Regions from separate parts of the Mus musculus genome. Here all the other regions are linked to region 1. Evidence: chromatin contacts called from public Hi-C data. All regions are on one chromosome and are shown on one strand. The core of a region is the stretch at or near the end of the contact, and the rest is flanking DNA. Distances in the headings are between cores, read along the strand shown.

Region 1 (4,272 bases), core at 749-3,248:
GGCTTACTTTGAATTTCTAGTTCTCTAGAGAAAGAATCTAAATGGTGGGAGCCAAAAGACTGCTGGCCTTGGAGTCTGTCACTCTTGTCCAATCAGCTACAGAAGGAAGAATCATATCATGTGACACCAGACCTTCAGAGGTGCTGCAAACAAGCAAAATCTGAGTGCTACCTGCAGCTCATTCCTCAGAATGAAGCCATGTCTACTCCTTGGTATGTCGGCTCATTGATATGCAGAGTTGTGATAAGACACTGCATCTGCAAAGCCAAAGACATTGACTAAGTTTGCTGGAAAACTCATGAAAGTCACAAAAAGACACACACACACACAGAGTGAGAGAGTGAGAGAGCGAGAGAGAGAGAGAGAGAGAGAGAGAGAGAGAGGATCATTTCCTGCTGTCCTTCATTGTCAAGCTGACTCTCTGCCTTCTCTCTGCTTCACACCACCAGCATCCTAAACAACATAGGCTTCTGAGCCATTCAGCAGGATTCAGGCTGAGTTCCCAGTTCCCTCTCATTTCCTCTTATTGTTCCAGCAAAACGTGTTTGAAGCTGGGTGTTTATGGGGAGGAAATGGCCACAGGATGGCCAGTGTTCATCAAGGACGAGAGGGCAGCTTTCTGTACTGATTCTCTGGTGGTTCCAGGAGGGAGCAAGCCTACGCCTCTCTTCCAGGCCCTTTGCCACAGCTTCGGCCCATAATCGCTGAATATTCATCATTGTACCTATGAGGGAGAGCAATGAAGGAGTAGAAAGAGACGTCTGTAGCATTTGGTGGGGAGCAGGTATTCCTCATTTTTGTTGGAGCTGGCTATGGGCATGGGGACTATGGCATGTAGGTAGCCCCTCCCTCTGTGTCATCTCAGACCTGGGCTCCACTCTACCCTGGTGCTGGCTATGAAAGAGATAGGGTCTAATAGGATTAATGCTACAACTTGGGAGAAAAGGTAAAAGTTTGAACTCTCTTCTGCAGTGACTGCGTCACCAAACCAGGCTGACTTTGGGAACAAAACAAAACAAAACAAAACAAAAAACTCCACCTCACCATACCTGGATGCACAGAAAAACAACAAAATCCTTAGTTCCCACTGCACTGTAGCTGAGTACAGGGAGAAGCCAGGACCAAGACAAGTCTCCTCTGGGGCTGGGCAGGGAGGCACTTTTTAGTGAGGAAGAAGAACACCTGCTCCGGATTCTAGAAAGGGGCTTCCAATAAGTGATCCCTGCCCAGGGTCAGCTGGCTGAACTAAACTGCAAAATCAGCCCTGCCTGGGGGCCGCCCTCCGAGTCTGGAGAGGCGATGGTCCAGCATTTGCGTGCAAAATCAGCTCAGCCTAGGGACCTTCCTTCTAGGTCTGGAGAGTGGCTTGTCCAGCTCTTGCCTACCCCCCCCCTTCCCTTGCCTCCCTTCATCAAGCAAAGCTGGTGGGTGAGGTGCTGCTGGCTCTCACAGTCTGTTTCCTTGCATAATTACTTCTTTTACAAAATGGCCAGGGGAGAGTTATCATTTTCCAACTTCTGATCTTAATAATACAGTCCAGCTGCTCTGTGTCACCCCTCAGGGTGCCTGCTGGCAGGCCATTGTCGGGTGGTGGCTGATGGAAAATTAAAAGGATACAGAGAGATGGAATCCCAGCTTGGGTCACAGCTGGGCTACTGAGACAGGGTGGGAGTGGTCCCTGCAAGAGCCACCTCACGCCGGTTCTCCGTCTAGTCCGCGCACCCTTCATTAAAGTGGATCTGGCCCGGGAGCTTCAGAATGTTGGCTTAGAGATGGACTTGTCTCCAAACTGAGAGCCTCCTCAGCTCAGCTTCCCACTAAGTCATCCAAGGAGGGGCTGAATTATCAAATACATGGCCTTGGCCCCAGAAGGGACTGGGGCACAGTGGCAGCTTCTGGCTTCCTCTCAGCTTCAGTCTCTGCCAGCCAAGCGCTGAGGTGGGAAGGAGCCTTAGCCTCCTGGGCTGGTGGTGTCTTGGGGCTGTTTATGAAAGTGACTGGGAGGGATATGGAGGAAAATAGATCTGCCTTCTGTATCCCCAGCCACAGAGGCCCCCTGAAGCAGCTTTACTGAAGGGCTGATTTTATCAAGGGTGGATCAGAGCCAAGTCTGTTATCTGAAGGGGAGCCTGAATGGGCTGCTCAGGAGCCCATGCCACCTAGGAAACCGTGCCTCTGTGGTGTTCTCCTGCAGCAGGTCTGGCTCAGCCTACTCCCACGCCCTCTCAGCCTTGTCTTCAGAACTGAAAGGAAATCTCAAATGGAATGTGTTTTTAGGGTAGCAGTGAGTAATTTTTATAAAAGTACGATTTCATTTTCTTTTTCAAATTCTCGGTGGAACATATGACTATTAGCATTTAAAAAAGTATTCAGGGGGCTGATCCGGGGGCAATTAGAGCAGTCACTTTAAAATCCCCAAAGTGCTCTGAAAGTGGTGTGCTAATGGTGATCAAATTATAAATGCAAGCTGGGTTCCCACTGGAAAGAGAGAGAAAGAAAAAAAGAAAGAAAGAAAAAAGCCTGCTTGAGGGATGTTCCACTTTTCAAGTTAGGAACCCAGGGATAATAGCAGCCTGATCCCAGCTGCACATGGAGACAGTTCGGGCACGAGGAGGAACGAGGAGGACAGTGGGAAGGAAGGGGTCATGATGCCCACCCTGAGGAGCAAGCTCTCTCCATCCTCCGGAAAGTCTCCAGATCAGTCAGGATAAGGGTCAGATTGCTGAACCCTGCTAATTCATCAGCTCCACTTGAAAGTTGGGGAGGATGAATGAGACTCTTAGTGAGAACGTCTAGAACAAGGGTGGGGGCTGGGAAGAATGCACAGTGGTAGAGAGCATGTACATTCTGCTCTTAGAGTCTGAGTCAGTTCTCAGCACCCGTGGCAGGTGGCTCATAAACCATCTGTAGTAAAACAGAAAACTAAGATGGGAGCCTGGACTGATAGCTTGAAATTGCAGGAGTGGTCCCTTCACCATGCTGTAGATATGTCTACTAAGAAAGCCTTCCTCCTTATTGAGTCTTTTTTTTATCCTATCTGTAAAATGGGTTTGTTGGGTGGACTCCCCCCCCCCCCTGCCCCAGGTATGCTTTGTAAATAAAAAAATGAATCATGGCCTCATAACAGATGGGGATTCTTAAGTGAGATGCTTGAGTGCAGATTTACCTCAATCAAAGCTGTAGCTGGTATCTGAACCTCCCTCCCCACCTATTGGTTTCTTGCATTCAGTAATCTATTGGGCCTGTGAGGAGGCCTGCACTGTATGGCTTCTCCTTGAGCTTTGGACTATGGTCCCACAATTCGGTCACACTCCTATTCTCTGGTCTTTACAAATACTTCCATCCCATTTCCTTGTACCCACTTCAGTGAAAACACAAAGCCACCTAAGATTGCCCCACACCCTCCCTTATTGCCCCTCCCCCCACAATCTCTCCTCTCACTGTGGACAGGTCCCTGCAGCTCGATGAGACCTAATCTGTGATGCCAGATCCCACCTTCTCTCACTGACTTCTAGATCTTCTTCTAGCAGTTTTTGACTTCCTCTGAACTGAAGCTTTCTTCCTTTGTGGGTTAACAGATACCCAAAGCTATTCAAACAGGCTGTACTTTCCCCTCATAGGCCAAAACTCATCTTATGATTCCATTTCCGCTCCGTCCACACTCTGCTCATCTGCTTCCTGTCAGAGCTACACTTCTTGAGGACTCTGTCTGTGCGCTCCTGTCAATCTTTGTGGTCTCATTGTTTCAATTTACTATTCTCTGATTAATTGTCCCCCTCATTGACTTGGTCTTAGCATGACATACTTTATAATATACTTTGATATCCACCAGGAATTGTCTCTAAGACCCCATTCTACATCAGCTCCATTATACTACTAGCATATGACCTATGTATATCCTTCCCTACATCTGAAATCATTCAAATCATTACTTATAGTGCCCAGTATACTGTAAGTGTTACGTGAATACTTATGTTGTATTGTTTAGGGAACGATGACAAGAAGAAATGTCTGCACATGTTTCAATACAAATGCAGTACTTTTCAAATATTTTCAATCTGTATTTGAGTCCTCTCATATTAAGAGCTAGAGGATGTGGAGAGATGTCTGTGTTTATGCACCTTGCTTACTTAGCACCTTCTTCCAGCTCTCTGAGGTCAGGATTCAATCTGTTTTACTTGTGGCTGAAACCTTAACACCTAGATCAGTGCTGGAATAGGGAGGAACTAAATAAATATTATTAAACCATAAGTAAAATTCATAGACTGTGAA
Region 2 (4,272 bases), core at 1,238-3,737, 110 kb before region 1:
CTCACAGGAGCAGAAATGACTCAAAGACAACAACATCCCCAAAGCCCACCATCTCAGCATGGGTGACAATGTACCCAAGCTGGGAACCTGGAGCACACACTGCACAGCCTGCAGGAGCACAACACGCTGGATCATGAGTGTCCTCTCCAGGCTGCTCAGTTGTCCTAACGCCTCTCCTGGCCAGCTCAGCTGGTCTCTGCTTCTTCCAGACATATGGTCTGGTCTCAGAATCTTTTTTGCAGCTCAGATCCTCTGAGAAAGACTCTCAGCAGTCTTTACTATTTACTCTAGGAGAGGGAGGGGCCTAAGGAATCTGGTCAGTTTCAGGGACTTCCTGAAGCTATTTTGAGTCATTTACTGTCTTATGGAGCTTTCCTGCTGGGTGGAATCTTTCAATCTCAGAAGAAACTGCTATAAAACAACATTCAAAATACAGTAATGCACTAAAAAATAAATTTCCAAAGCAGCTCAAGCCTGGAGCACAGCAACTGCTCCATTCAGGCTGGATCTTGTAATTTCAAGCCCTCATTCTGTTCCTGGCTGTATTGGGGGAGACATCATTCCTTGAGGCTAAGATGGCCTCAGCTGGGCAATCTCCCGGACTCCCCTTAGCTTCCTGAAGCATCATCCATGGAGAATGAAATACCTTCTGCTCTGGTGAATCTGTGCAGAGCTCAGTCCTCTCTCTCCAGCACAGTGGCTCAAGGCTCTTTCCCGCCTGGGTGTTTATTTCTTGTAACATGAAGCGATGATTTAATTCTCACTTGCAGTATCACTCAGGAAACATATTTCAGCACCTACCAATTTCCATATAGATAAAAAAGAAAAAAAAAAGAGGAAAGAGAAAGAAAACAACCACAGCTAGATCTCCACAAACCATGCATTTGAAACCTGTTCTTAGAGATGGATTGCTCCGTTAGGCCGCTAAGAGCTTTTCTTGACTTGTCAACATTTTATCCCCCACAAACATTCTTGCCTATAAATTATTCATTACCCAGTTAGTGGTTTAAAAAAAAAAAGATGCCTAGGGCTGAAACACTTTCTTAATCTTCCCTCTTCTTTTCAGACATAGCTTTTTTTTTTTTCCTGCTGATGTAGAAACAGCTGGAAATCTCTGGAATTTAGGGCTGTGGTGGCCTGAGGAGGTGTTGTCAAGCTTAGTGTGTGCTAGGCTAGGCAGGAAGCATCATTTGTAGTTTGGGTATAACAGGAGGCTCTCTGTATGTTAATATTAGAAATAGGTGTGTCTGGGACCTTTTCCTTTCTTCGGGCTAGTAGAGTGTCAAGGGTTTCCTGGGAAGCTGAAAGAAGCCACAATGGAGGTCTGGTCCCAGTCTATCAGTATCACAGCTGGTTACACCTCAGCATCTCCCACAACACCCGTTTCTAGCCTGTCCCACTCCTTCTCAAGTTAGGATCCTGCCTTGTCTTTCTCCTTCTCTTGTCCTACATAACCTGAGCCTTGCTATGCTAAGACCTTTGTGCTTTTACATGGTTACCTGGAAACCAGCCTTCTCCTATAGCTTGGGTTCATGGGCTCAGCCATCTCTCTGCCCTGTGGGTAGTGATAGAGGAGGGATGGGTTGTATGGGTTCAGAGTTTAGGACTCATATTAGCTTCCCAATACAGTTAGGATAGAGCACCGCACACTAGGTGTCTTCATATAACAGGAGTTCAGGAGGCTACAAGGCTGAGGCCAGGCTGTAGAGTGACATGTAATTCCTGTTACATGAAGACACCTAGGAAGCTTCCAGGAGTTGAAACATCAACTTATTTTGGTAGGATATGATTCAACCCATCCAGAGGTCAGAGGAGGGAGTGATGTGGTCCAGAGGACATCAGAAGTGAGAAACTCATGCCCTATGGAGGCCCTCCTCTTCAGGAAATAGCTTCTCTGTGATCCTGGAGGAATCCTGTTGCCCCAGCCTTGCAGAAGGGTAGGTGTTGGGTTCTGCAGTGTACCAAGAAACCATCCTTTCAGCCTGAGGAAGGAATCTAAGAAAAGGGGATACGCTGTGGGGATTACCCCTCTACGGACCTGGGGTCTTCTCTAAATAGTGTGTACCTTGCTCCTGTCACCTGCTTGTATTCACCTGTCTCTGTAGTAGAGGTGGCTTCTTGTTGGTTCCTAAAGGCCCCTGAGTACCATTAGTACTCAGTGTAGTGAGTACCACTAGACCTAATGCTGGCTAAATGGTCTATTATTCTGGTCCCAGGAGACCCAGGCATGGCACAGGGAGGAATGAGTGAGACCATTTGCTTGTCTTAGCCAGAACATGGGATTATTCCATTAACCCTAGCCCCAACTAGACAAATAGGATTAATGATTCTATCTCAAAATATTTGTATTAGAAATTAAAGCAGACAGAGAGAAATGGTCCAGAGTTTGGCTTTCAAAGAAGATTCCTGGCCGCTGGGCTATAAACACTAGTGGCCATCTGCATTCCATCAAGGCAGATCTGGGATCCATCACTGTCTGCTGGCCCAGCTTCTGGGTCCTGCTTCCCAGAGAGCAGATCAAAGAGGCAGGGTCCTCGTGGCCCTTGTCCGCTCTGGTTGGCAGATGTCATTACTTTCTGGGTCATTCACCTTGTGTTCAACTTCAGTTTATTTTGTAAGTAGTTTGGAAATCCTGGGGTTCCTCCTGGCCAAGGCTCCCCCCAAGCATGGAAGTCTGCATGTCTGGAACAACAGTAGTGGAGCAAGGGGCGATCAGAGGACAGCTGAGAAGGAAGGTGTCAAGCATGCTCATGTAGGGCAGACTCATGTTTGTTAGTGAGGATTCTCTAGAGGGGCGGAACCAGTAGAATTAATGTACACATTAGCTTACATGACAATGTCTGGGCAGTCCAACAATGGCTGTCTCAACCAGAGAGACTGAAACACTGGTAGTTTCTCCATCCATTAGCTGGATTCCTTAGCAGCTCTGCTCTGGCACTGAAGTCCCAGAAGACCCTAAAGAACCAATGGCCTTTGGTTCATGGTGAAGCCCAAAGTTGAGTCCTAATTTCAGTGAAGGAATGTAGCAGCGGCAATGTAGGTGAACTTGTCAGCAAGAGTAAATGAAAGCAGGCAAAATTCTTCCTTCTTCCATCCCCTCTAGCCTCTGGGTATCACATGTAGGCTAGGTCTCCCCACTCAAAACAATCTGACCAAGGAAGTTATTTTCTGGAGTGTCTCTTAGTTGATTCCAGATCCAGTGTGTGTGTACTTCGGGGAGAGGTTGAGGGCTAGAGAGGTCAAGTCTCCTGTGTGCAGGAGAGTAGTAAATGACATTGCTTAGCAGGTCTGAGTGTTCCTCTGTTCACAATGGGGTGAGTGATGGCCGGTCAGAAGGATCTGGGGAGCTGCAGTGTCTTCCCAGCTGAGTGCTGCCTTGTCACTATGCAGGGAGCTGAGCAAGTTCCGAGTGTGCCACAAACACCAGAGCCACCACAGTATCCTGTGATGTCAGACAGCAGTGACTCAGGGCATAGACTCAGCAAGGCGCTTAAGGATGGATGCTCTCCTGGGAGTATTCACCAACTGAAAGGAAGGGCAGTCTATTCAGACGAAGTGTTTAGAGGAAGGCTTCGGAGCAATCCTTAGCCAGCATTTTCTAGAAATCTGAACCTTCTCAAAGAGATACAGGATCCGTAGGAGCTGAAGAGTCCTCTGTTTTCTGTTGTCCAGGTTACTTAGTTTTTGTTTTTATTGTCTCTAAAATAATGTTGCAAAAAATATGTAGGTCATTTATTTCAGTGTTATTATTTCTATCATCAGCCTCATTGAGATACTTGGCCAGAATCTCATTATGTAGCCTCTGGACTCACATCTATATTTATTCCAGGGTACATTAATTCCAGGATTTTTAGTGTGTGCAAAGCTGTGCACATACCAGAGACTGTTTTGTTTGTTTGTTTGTTTTATTTGATATCTATATATATTATTCTTGAGGGTGTAGCCTTGGGCATGAATGTCATCACTCAGGATGGTGGCTTCTGCGTCATCTGGAGTCACATATACAGCTGCCCTCCTCCTCTTCGTCCTGTGAGACAGGATCTCACTAGGTAGCCCTTGGCTGGTCTGGAATTAGTCTGCTTGTGCTGCTGTAAGCCTCCTGCTCCTGCCTCCCGAGCTCAGGAGTTGTGTCACTGTGCCCAGTTTCATGGGCTTTCTTGGCTTCTTTCCTGGATGTGCGCCACTCAGGTAGTTCCCAGAGATTTTCAGTGTTGGTTTGTTTTCCAGGACAGTTCTGCTAGCTTTGCTTTGTTACTGGCAGCCCTTGTAGTT
Region 3 (4,272 bases), core at 661-3,160, 110 kb after region 1:
GGAGGGCTGCAGCCTGGTGTACTGGGGCTCACTGTCAGGAGGAAGAGGAGGCACAGTCACCATTGTGGCTGGTGGATGATGAGCAGGGAGTTAGCATTTAAGAAGGAAGCTGTTTGAGAGGCCTGTGGGGCTAAGAGCCTGAGCTAAAAATGGCGTCTGTAAAAGGCACCTGCCATCTATCTGAGAGGCTGTCCAGCTTTGTTAGGCTACAGGTCACCCAGCCCCAGAGGGAAGCCCTATCAAGCAAGCACGCTGTGTTCCTGTGTTCTGAACCCCAGCACTGGAGAGCAATCCTTTTCTCTCAGTTTGCTCCTGGGCTGGGCTGAGAGCCATTTATATGCAAGAACATCAGGGCAAAGCCCAGGAAATCCCTCATTTATGGATCTTTAAGGGGTCTCTCTACCTCCCTCATCCTCTAGGGCTGGTAGGTACCAGACAACTAAAGCAGGCCCTGTACCCCGTCACCCCATTTAAAACTACTCAATGACACACTTACTTGACACCTACTTACCTGAGAACAGTCAAGGTTCTTACACCCCCCTCCTCTCTCTCCTGGAAACCCTGGGTGTCATGGCGTAGGGTGGCCCATTTCCATGGTGGAGCTGTGAGTGACAAACTCTTTCTAAGGGACCTCTGAACTCGCCTCACCAAACCCGAGTGAGGGATAGAAAACATTCGACATGCTTTCTCACTACAGCTTCACAGCCCTGCATGGCTCTCCTGGACCCATTACTGTCCACCCCTGCCCTACGCCAGATGCTGCCCTTCTCTTTGGAGTCCTGGCATCCTCAGCTCACGCAGGATGGAGTGGGAAGGCCTTCTCATCTCTTTACCCAGTTGCTCCTTCAGACAGACTTCAGCTTCTCCACCTCACCCTCAGCTTCTCCACCTCACCTTCATTTCAGCTCCAGCTGCTGCCCTCTGCGCTCCGGGCCTCCTTGCCTCACCAGCCTTCTGGGCCTGAGACCTGGTGGTTGGCATGCATAAGTGTGTGAGTGTGTGTGTGTGTATGCATGTATATTTATGTGTAAGTATGTGTGTGTGCATATGTATTTGTGTGTGAGTGTGTGCATGTGTGTTTGTGTGTATGTTTGTATTTATGTGTTAGTGTGTGTGTGCATGTGTGTTTGTGTTTATGTGTGTTTTATGTGTGTGCATGCATGTGTGTTTGTGTGTGTGTGTGCATGTGTGTTTGTGTTTATGTATGTCTATTTCCCAGCCTTGATCACTTGGTTATGTTAAGGGCACTTATCACATAAGCGTAGCCTGAAATCTGTCATCTGTATCCTGCTTGGTTTATGGTCCTTCCACTCAGCAGAACCATCAACTACTTTAGGCAGAAGGTCTTTCTGTCCATAGGCATGTCCTCGGAGCCTAGACTCAGCAAACCTTAGAGCAAAGAAATGCAAAATGGTGCCCTCAAGCTATAAACCAAAGAGGCATGGCCTTGGGATTCCCCTGGGGTCAGGGATGGCCTTAGAAACCGTCAGAGAGATCTTTGGAGAGCTCAGACCACTGGCAGGGGCTGTAGATGGCCAGAGCTACCAGTCAGTCCTGGGAGGAGATGCTAAGCAGAGCCCTGGAGACTGATAAGATCTGGAAGCAGAGGGTGGGGAGGGCAGGGAGAACAGCTAGGGAAGGGACCTGGCAGGAGGTAGAAGGGCTCAGGGTCTCCAAGAATGGCTGGACTCAAGAACACATGGACTGACCTCCTTTGTGTGACTCCATACAGGGGACCTGGAGGTCAGTCCATGTGGAGTGTAGGGGTGTGTGTGGAGTGTGGGGGTATGGGTGTGGGGTGTTCTTTTCTTTCTTTCTTTTTTCTCACGGGGCGTGGGAACTAGGGAGTGTTTGAAAAGCCACTGGGAGCAGGCACACTTGTTATTCGTGGTGATGGTGATGCTTCCTCTCACGTGTGGGTGTCTTTCTGAAGCTGTAGGCCTTGTCTCCAGCAAGCAGTTCAACTCTGCACTTGTATATTTTGTGCCCAAATGAGTTAGGCTTGTGTGCACATATGTACTCGCCTGTCATGTGTGCACATATGTACATGCCTGTCATGTGTGCACATATGTACTCGCCTGTCATGTGTGCACATATGTACATGCCTGTCATGTGTGCACATATGTACTCGCCTGTCATGTGTGCACATATGTACTCGCCTGTCATGTGTGCACATATGTACATGCCTGTCATGTGTTCACATATGTACATGCCTGTCATGTGTGCACATATGTACACGCCTGTGGAGGCCCAAAGGTTGACTTCTGCTTCTTTCTCAATCACTCCCCACTTTTCTTTTTCTTTTCCTATTTTCATGTGTGTGTGTGGGGGGGGGCAGACAGAGAAAGAGAGACAGAAAGGGTGACACATAAAGATCTGCTGCTGATTCTGTGCTCTTAAGTAATGTTAGACTGTAATTAAGACTGTAAAGGCTCCTGCGACTAGCCAGTTTGGAAAACTGCTGATTTATCTAATATTTAATTAAATAGCATTTTTGTTTTGTTTTGTTTTTCGAGACAGAGTTTCTCTGAGTGAGTCTGGAACTCACTCTGCAGAGCAGGCTGGCCTCGAACTTGGAAATCTGCCTGCCTCTGCCTCCTAAGTGCTGGGATTAAAGGCATGTGCCACCACTGCCCAGCATTAAATAGCATTTTTATAATGTCCAAAACAACTGGCATAAAGAGGCTTGGGAACAGATATAATTGAATTGTGGAGGCTATAAAATCAACTGGAGCATCTTGCAGAATGGCCTAAAACCAGGAGAGCCAAAACGTCCTGAGCATCGTGGTGGGATGTTTCCTGACATGGTAAAAAGCCTGACACTGGAAAGTCCAGATGTGGAGCATCTGTGGTGACAGGGCGAGAACAGTCATGCTACCACTGACTGTCACATGGTAGGCACCAGGTCCCTTGAGAGGGTACCTGTGAGTTTCTCACTGGACTCCCCCTCAACCTTTGGGGCAGGTCCTGTCTGTGCTCTGGTTCCAGTTTGAGGGTCATCAAGCTGAGGTCCTGAGCCTAGGAGAGGCAGAGCGGGGGGCCTTGCGCTTAGGTCTGTTGGCCTAGAGACGGTCCTAACTGCAGATTCTCAAATCAGAGTCTGTGAAAAGATTCCTAAAGAGGCAGGTGGAGCCAGCGAGCCAGCGGACCAAGGCTGGGCTGGGCGGCCACGTAGTTCTAAAGGTAGAGCCCCAGGCAGGTAGTGAGGGCCAAGATCAGTTGGGGTAGCAGCTTTAATGCCATTCACCCACAAAAGCCCAAGGAACAACCCATGGGATCCCTCTTGGCTTTAACCTGGTTCTGTCCTCATGGAAGTGTCACAGTGGTCTTACTGCCTTCCTCTACATGGGCTAAGACGCACTGGGTTGCCACGGCCAGCCAGTTCTTAAGTTGGCTTACGAGCCTTGTGGTCAGCAGTTTGGGTTGCTGTGGGTTCGAATCATGCTGGAGGAATGGGGTTGGGGTTGATTTCTTCCAGGACTGCCCTCCAGTCCACACAGAGGCCATTGAACCTCTCAACAGTGACCATAGCAACTGCTTGTTTCTTCCCACCTCCACATGAGATAATCCAGGGAACTCCTGCCATGAACAGCACAGTCAGCAAAATGGAATTCTGGAAATTTCCTACATGAGCGAGCCAGCAGTTGTTCAAAAGGCAGCGTACAAAGGCTCAGCTTAGGTAAATTTCCTATCCCCGCATCACCCTCTGCTTCCCCTCACTCATGAGCCTCTCTATCTCTACCCACACTCTTGCTCCATAGAGTTGCTTCCTTATTTACCCCAAGGCCAACTTCAAGGGTTATTTGCTTCTTGTACAAGAGCTGGGCCCATCCCCAGACACACAGCAGTGCAGAGCATTTTGAAGAATGGATGCCTAGAAAGAGTCGGACAGTCTCAGTTTCTCCGCTTCTGATTGGGGTGGAATCTAGAGGTTTTCATAGGGGCCTCTGTTGACTTTGGAAACAACCCACTTGCTCCATCCACTAACTCCTACAATGCCTTTGCAAAAGTGTGTGCAAGAGAGGGTGGGAACTGGGAGGAGAAGTGGGCAGTTCTTTCCCTAACACCTTGGGATAGCGCTGCTAGCAACCAGGAAGATCTGAAAGGTAGCCCTGCACTGCTCTCTTGTGGTTTACCTTGGTATTGCATCAGAAAGGCCTTTACTAGTCTTTGAGCAAGTAACCCCACCAAGACAGGAGGGCCACTTTTAAATGTAGGGATCACCTTTGACCTGGGCCAGGATTAACCTCAGTAAAGGGGTATTTGACACAT

Evidence for each region. A called contact is a pair of places that touch in the nucleus more often than the background predicts.
Region 2: a contact with region 1 is called in a Hi-C map of the N1E-115 cell line, with 1.9 times the contacts expected there. The contact joins two enhancer-like sites. A contact is called at or near these places in 5 of 484 Hi-C or Micro-C datasets (the C2C12 cell line, the N1E-115 cell line, embryonic fibroblasts and 2 more) and 1 of 9 other capture datasets (embryonic stem cells).
Region 3: a contact with region 1 is called in a Hi-C map of the N1E-115 cell line, with 7 times the contacts expected there. The contact joins two enhancer-like sites. A contact is called at or near these places in 1 of 15 datasets of contacts at CTCF or cohesin (large pre-B cells), 13 of 484 Hi-C or Micro-C datasets (the HPC-7 cell line, the N1E-115 cell line, the NIH/3T3 cell line and 7 more), 1 of 115 datasets of contacts at active chromatin or transcription factors (heart atrium) and 1 of 9 other capture datasets (embryonic stem cells).

Annotation. Positions count from the first base shown.
Region 1 is chr7:132,334,842-132,339,113 of GRCm38.p6, reverse strand. No RefSeq gene overlaps it. Among named protein-coding and RNA genes, the nearest start is that of Chst15, 20 kb to the right of the region's middle. Within about 2 kb of position 1,998, at least 32 of the 459 cell types and tissues checked have an H3K27ac peak or open chromatin away from gene starts, as enhancers often do. A contact at or near this core is called in the N1E-115 cell line, where this site is marked.
Region 2 is chr7:132,446,901-132,451,172 of GRCm38.p6, reverse strand. No RefSeq gene overlaps it. Among named protein-coding and RNA genes, the nearest start is that of Gm35147, 17 kb to the left of the region's middle. Within about 2 kb of position 2,487, at least 20 of the 459 cell types and tissues checked have an H3K27ac peak or open chromatin away from gene starts, as enhancers often do. A contact at or near this core is called in the N1E-115 cell line, where this site is marked.
Region 3 is chr7:132,226,734-132,231,005 of GRCm38.p6, reverse strand. No RefSeq gene overlaps it. Among named protein-coding and RNA genes, the nearest start is that of Cpxm2, 74 kb to the right of the region's middle. Within about 2 kb of position 1,910, at least 5 of the 459 cell types and tissues checked have an H3K27ac peak or open chromatin away from gene starts, as enhancers often do. A contact at or near this core is called in the N1E-115 cell line, where this site is marked.